Linked DNA regions of Sus scrofa: region 2 is linked to region 1. Evidence: chromatin contacts called from public Hi-C data. All regions are on one chromosome and are shown on one strand. The core of a region is the stretch at or near the end of the contact, and the rest is flanking DNA. Distances in the headings are between cores, read along the strand shown.

Region 1 (2,781 bases), core at 72-2,571:
TCAGGCTTCGGCAGTTGTCCTGGCCAGGATGACACCTTTTCCTGCGCTGCCCACACCCACCTGTGTGTGATACCAGCCCAGATCTTACCAGGTGGTAAGAAAGAGCTGATCCTGGCCCCCTTCCAGGAGCATGCATGCCTCCCTCTGCTCTCAGGAGAGGCAGGGCTGGGAGTGCAGGTCTGCACCCTCTGCACAGCCAGCCTCCGGAGACCCTTCCTGGAGCTGCTGTTCTTAAATCTCAGAATAAAATCCCTGAAGACCAGCAAATGCTTCTCAGATCAGCGGGCCTCTGAGTCTCAGCTAGATGTCAGAGAGGCCATCTCTGGCCACCCTACTGGAGATTTCCACCTTTCTCGCATGTTCACCATCACCTCTGCCCACTGGTTCGAGGCAGCACTGCTCTTGTCCTCCTGGTAGCAGGAAAGTAAAGGGCGTTTCTGTCCAGATCCCTGAGCCCAGGCCCTTCCCACCTGCACTGTGCCCGTGGCCTCTGCTCCTGCAGTGTCCATGCACTCGCTTCTCTCCCTCACCTGGCCTGCTCCACAGCTCTGCTCCCCAAACGGTGTCCCGCTCCCCTCCCTCCCCTCCCCCAATCTGGCCTCCCCCTCCGCACCTTCTCACCTTAAATTTCAGCCCATCCCCAACACGTCCCACCCCTTCTTTGCTTGATTTTTTCCCTTAACTCTGCTTCTTATTTAGCACACTCTGTATTTTACCCACACTTTATCTGTTTATAGTCAGTCTGCCACTAAGATGTGGGTTTCACAGGGGCAGAAGTGTCTGCTTTGTTCCTGCTGGGACCTCAATAGCTAAAGTAGTACGTGATACGAACGGGCTTAGTAAATAGTTGCAGAATGCATGAGGCTAGTAGTTAATTCCAGGGATCCAGGGCTGATAGACGTGTTGGGGGTAACTCATGCTCCTCGCTGGTCTGTCTGCTCCCCAAGTGGCCTCAGGCTTCAGCCTGTCCTGTGGGTCACAGCTCTCCCCCAGCTGGGGGATGTCGGGATGGAGCTGTAACTGAAGAACAGTCTTTCTACCCAGCCCTCTTTCTGCTCGAGGCCCAGAGAAGGGCACCAGCTGGCCAGAGTCACACAGCAGCAAGCCTCTGGACTTCTCACAGAGGGCTCACGGGCCTTGTTTTGAAATATTTTGAAACGTGCCCTTGCACCCTTCTGCCTGACAGATGGGAGGCTTGGTCATGGACTGCACGGAGTTCCCTGGCTGGTCTGTCATTTACCAGAATGACTTACCTACTGGACAGGAAGGAGATAATCAAGTGTAAATAGATTTTGTATTAGTCACCCGATGACTTTCCTGTTCTTGAGAAACAGCCCAGCTCACACACACGCCCAGCCCAATGGTGTTCACCTGCTGAGCTCCAAGCCCAGGGAGGCCCCGTAGGGAGGGGAGTGGGAAGCCCAGGTTTCCATGGTGACCAGGGGGCCCAGACGGGCAGTTGCTTCCTGTTCTCTCACCACACATGCCCCTTGCCCTTTTGACCCTTGACACTGAGCTTGTCCAGCCTTTCAGGAAAGTTGCAGCAGGACTGAAAGAGGCCACGGAAAGCTGACAGTCATTGACAGGGCACCTGCTGTGGGCTAGACCTCGGTCCCTGCCCTCCAGGTGCCCATGTCTGATGTGGGGGGTTGACAAGGACCTAGACAAGCTCTGCTGTCTATAGTATAAAACAAGCCAAGCAGAGCGATGCTGGAAAGAGAACAGAGGAAGGGGTGGTCCGGCTCCTGAAGACCAGTGTGGGCTGCACAGAGAGGGGACATTGAGCAGAGACATACATGACGTCTTGACTCACAGTGGCCTTGCCTGCCATTTACCTTAAATTTCAGCCCACCCGAAACACGCCCCCCCCACCGCCTGCCCCAATCTCTGCTTGATTTTCTTCCTTAACTCTGTTCCTTATTTAGCATACCCTATATTTTACTCACACTTTATCTGTTTATAGTCAATCTTAGTGCTGCTGCTAGGTGTGGCTTTCACATGGGCAGAAGTGTCTGCTTTGTTCCTGCTAGAAGCTCAGTAGCTAAAGTATGATGTGGCACAAAGTAGGGGCTGAGTGAATAGTTGTTGAATGCATGAGACTATTAGTTAATTGCAGGGACCCAGGGCTGGCAGATAGACATGTTGAGGCCGCCTTAGGAGCCCAGAGACCTCCCCTCCTCTGAGGAGGAGTGCCACATCTGGAAAGCCCGAGTTTAACCGGTTACTAAATGGGTCAGGGAGTTCCCAATGTGGCTCAGTGGAAACAAATCTGACTAGTCTCCATGAGGTTGCAGGTTTGATCCCTGGCCTCCCTCGTGGGTTAAGATCCAGCGTTGCCGTGAGCTATGGTATAGGTCGCAGACGTGGCTTGGATCCCACGTTGCTGTGGCTCTGGCCTAGGCCGGCGGCTACAGCTCCGATTGGATCCCTAGCCTGGGAATCTCCATATGCCTTGTGTGTAGCCCTAAAAAGACCAAAAAAAAAAAAAAAAAAAAAAAAGAACCTAAATGAGTTGTAAGTAGAAAAGGAGCTGGCTTGGCCTCTGGGTGGGGTTGGGTGGGAGTCGGGCAGGAGGCCCTGGGTGCCTTGCTCCGTCTTGGAGACCAGTTCTGTCTCCAGGTGGGGGGCTGCATGGAGGTGTCTGGTTGTGCCTCTTTTCCCTGCCCCCTCCCTGGCCGAGAGCTCCTAGAAGGAGGGAACTGGGTCTTAACCGTCCTCATGTCTCCTCTGGGCCCAGGACATGTTTACCAGTTGAATGAATGAGCCCAGGAATACAAGTCT
Region 2 (2,700 bases), core at 31-2,530, 59 kb before region 1:
GAGCCAGTGGCCTTGCTCCCTGGTTTTTCAGGTGCCAATTTTCCTATAGGATATAGGAAAAAGTAGATTCTCCCAAAGCCCATCTGTAATGTACATGTTGCAAGTGGAGATAATTAATGATTTGGACAACCATCCTAATAAATCAGCATTTTTAGAGAATTTCTCAGATCTCAGTTCTTACCCATCAGGGTATGTCATATTCTGGGGCTTGACCAGCCAAATTCAAAGGAGCTCTAGTGCATTTACTTCCTTTCCAGGCAGTTCTTCAGTCTCTGGAGAGCGTATCTGCCTCCCAGGGAAAGCTTCACTGAGCATGATATGCCCCTGACTCGACCATGATATGCCCCTGACTCGACCTCAGTTTCCTCATTTTAATAATCAAAGAACGATGGGAAATGACACAATTTCGGCACCATCAGACTACTTAGCTGGCATTCAGGCCCACCTGGGTGACCTTGCTCTGAGCCTCAGTATCTCCATCATGTAAAGTGAGAGCCCTGGATTAAACGGAGCCTTGCCAGCTCCTACAACTTTAGGCATTAAATGTTCCAACAGTTCATTCTGCCAAGCTGGCTGTGAGCTGGGTTAAAGCCATGGCTTCCTCAGAAGTGAAAAGGTAAGCAAACATTTCGACCTCTCAGGTTGGCTCTCCCATTGGTGCGGAGCCGGGCCCCTGCCACCTATCCTGGCTGCATCCTTCATCTGGATTGCTAAAACACTTATTAGCATAAAGATTTTTTCCGATGATCTGGCACAGGGGGAGGAACGGGAGTCTTCGTGTCTTTAAGCAGGGGATAGGCACCCTGTTCCTAAGGGGCCTTGGCACCGCATTTCCTCCAAGTGGATCAAGCTGTTAACTAAAAATGTCCCATGTCCCCAACAGTGGGGATCCCTGCGTAGCATGGCGCGTGGATCTCAAGGGAGGGTTTGGCTTCTGCGCACAGCAGGCTCAGGCTGGCAACCTCTCGCCCTAGGCGGCGGCGGGCCGCGAGTGAGGCGGGGTTGGCTGCGCCGCAGGACCCCGGCGCCCTCAGGCGCGACCCGGGGACTGGCGCCGAGGCGGCCGCGGGAGGTGGCGCTTGCTGAAAGGGAGAGAAGTACTCCAGCCGAGGACCTGGGCGCTAGCGGGGTAGGGCCAGGGCCGAGGTCTGGCAGCAGGGCTGGTGGGGGTGGGCGGGGCGGGGCCTGCGGGGGCGGGCTGGGGGCGGGGCGCGCACAAGCCCGGGGAGGGCGGGGCCGCGGCGCGGGGCGGGCTCTGGCGGACAGAGTGTCACACACGCGGCGGTTCGGGAGGCGGCGACAGCGGCAGCGGCAGGCGCCGCCGGGACGGGCACGGGCGCGCGGGCTCGGGCGGGCGCCGGCTGCCTCCCTCCCTCCCTCCCTCCGTCGCTCGCTCGCTCTCCCGCCTGCTTGCTTGCCGGCCGGGGGCCGGGCTCACCCCACCACTCTTGGGAAGGAAGAAAGGGGCGGGGGGACCGAGGAAGCCGACAAGTTCCCGCAGCAGCGGCGGATCCCGGCCAAGGCGGAGCCTGCGGCTCCGACGGGACAGGAGCGCGCTCCGCGGCGGAGCGCACTGCCAGAGCGTCCGAGGAGGGGGGCGTCTGGGCCTTTCGCTCTCCTTGGGGCCGGGGCCGGGATCCCATGAGACGCGCCCGCGAGGGGCGAGAGATCCGAAGCCCAGGAGGCGCGCGGCGGAGGCGGAGGGCGGTGCTGCAGCTGCCGGAGCCCGGGAGCGGCCGGCAGGAGGCGGCGGAGAGAACTTGAACTTGGCGTCGGGAGCAGGCGCCCCGGACGCCCCTCGCCGGGGCCGGGGCGCCGTGGGACCTGGGAGGCAGCGCTGCCCCCCGAATGGCCGCGGCGGCGGACCGGGCTCCCGCGCCGCGGCCCTAGGCGGCCTCTCGCCATGGCCAAGTGGCTGAACAAGTACTTCAGCTTGGGCAACAGCAAGACCAAGAGCCCCCCACAGCCGCCGCGGCCAGACTACCGCGAGCAGCGGCGCCGGGGCGAACGGCCCTCGCAGCCCCCCCAGGCCGTGCCGCAGGCCCCCGCGGCCGCCTCGGCGTCCTGCGGTACGGCCGCCGCCTCCTGCTTCTCGGCCTCGTCCGGGTCTCTGCCCGACGACAGCGGCAGCACGAGCGATCTCATCCGTGCCTACCGCGCACAGAAGGAGCGCGACTTTGAGGACCCCTACAACGGGCCCGGCTCGTCGCTGCGCAAACTGCGAGCCATGTGCCGCCTGGACTACTGCGGCGGCGGGGAGCCGGGCGGGGGCCAGCGCGCCTTCTCGGCCTCGTCCGCGTCGGGCGCCTCGGGCTGCTGCTGTGCCTCCTCCGGCGCGGGCGCCGCCGCGTCCTCGTCCTCGTCCTCTGGCTCCCCGCACCTCTACCGCAGCAGCAGCGAACGGCGGCCCGCCACGCCGGCCGAGGTGCGCTACATCTCCCCCAAGCACCGGCTCATTAAGGTGGAGAGCGCCGCGGGCGGTGCCGGAGACCCCCCGGGGGGTGCCTGCTCCGGCGGCCGCACTTGGAGCCCGACGGCCTGCGGAGGCAAGAAACTGCTCAACAAGTGTGGCGCCTCGGCGACGGAGGAGAGCAGTGCCGGCAAGAAGGACAAGGTAAGGCGCCCCTCGGCCTCACCCGAGCTTCCAGAGCCACTGTGCGCACGGGGAAACTGAGGCACCGCTCTAGTTTCCAGTGCTTA

Evidence for each region. A called contact is a pair of places that touch in the nucleus more often than the background predicts.
Region 2: a Hi-C map of liver shows a contact between it and region 1, with 3 times the contacts expected there. The contact joins the promoter of SHB here to the enhancer-like site in region 1. A contact is called at or near these places in 2 of 5 promoter capture datasets (both in liver), 7 of 47 Hi-C or Micro-C datasets (embryonic fibroblasts, fibroblasts, heart right ventricle and 1 more) and 1 of 2 datasets of contacts at active chromatin or transcription factors (skeletal muscle).

The regions. Positions count from the first base shown.
Region 1 is chr1:238,765,986-238,768,766 of Sscrofa11.1, reverse strand. All of the region lies in intron 2 of SHB (SH2 domain-containing adapter protein B), which reads left to right. Among named protein-coding and RNA genes, the nearest start is that of SHB, 59 kb to the left of the region's middle. Within about 2 kb of position 1,321, at least 27 of the 83 cell types and tissues checked have an H3K27ac peak or open chromatin away from gene starts, as enhancers often do. A contact at or near this core is called in embryonic fibroblasts and liver, where this site is marked.
Region 2 is chr1:238,825,004-238,827,703 of Sscrofa11.1, reverse strand. SHB (SH2 domain-containing adapter protein B) reads left to right here and starts at 1,280. Exons shown (of 6, transcript XM_021066254.1): 1 at 1,280-2,614. The coding sequence starts at 1,904.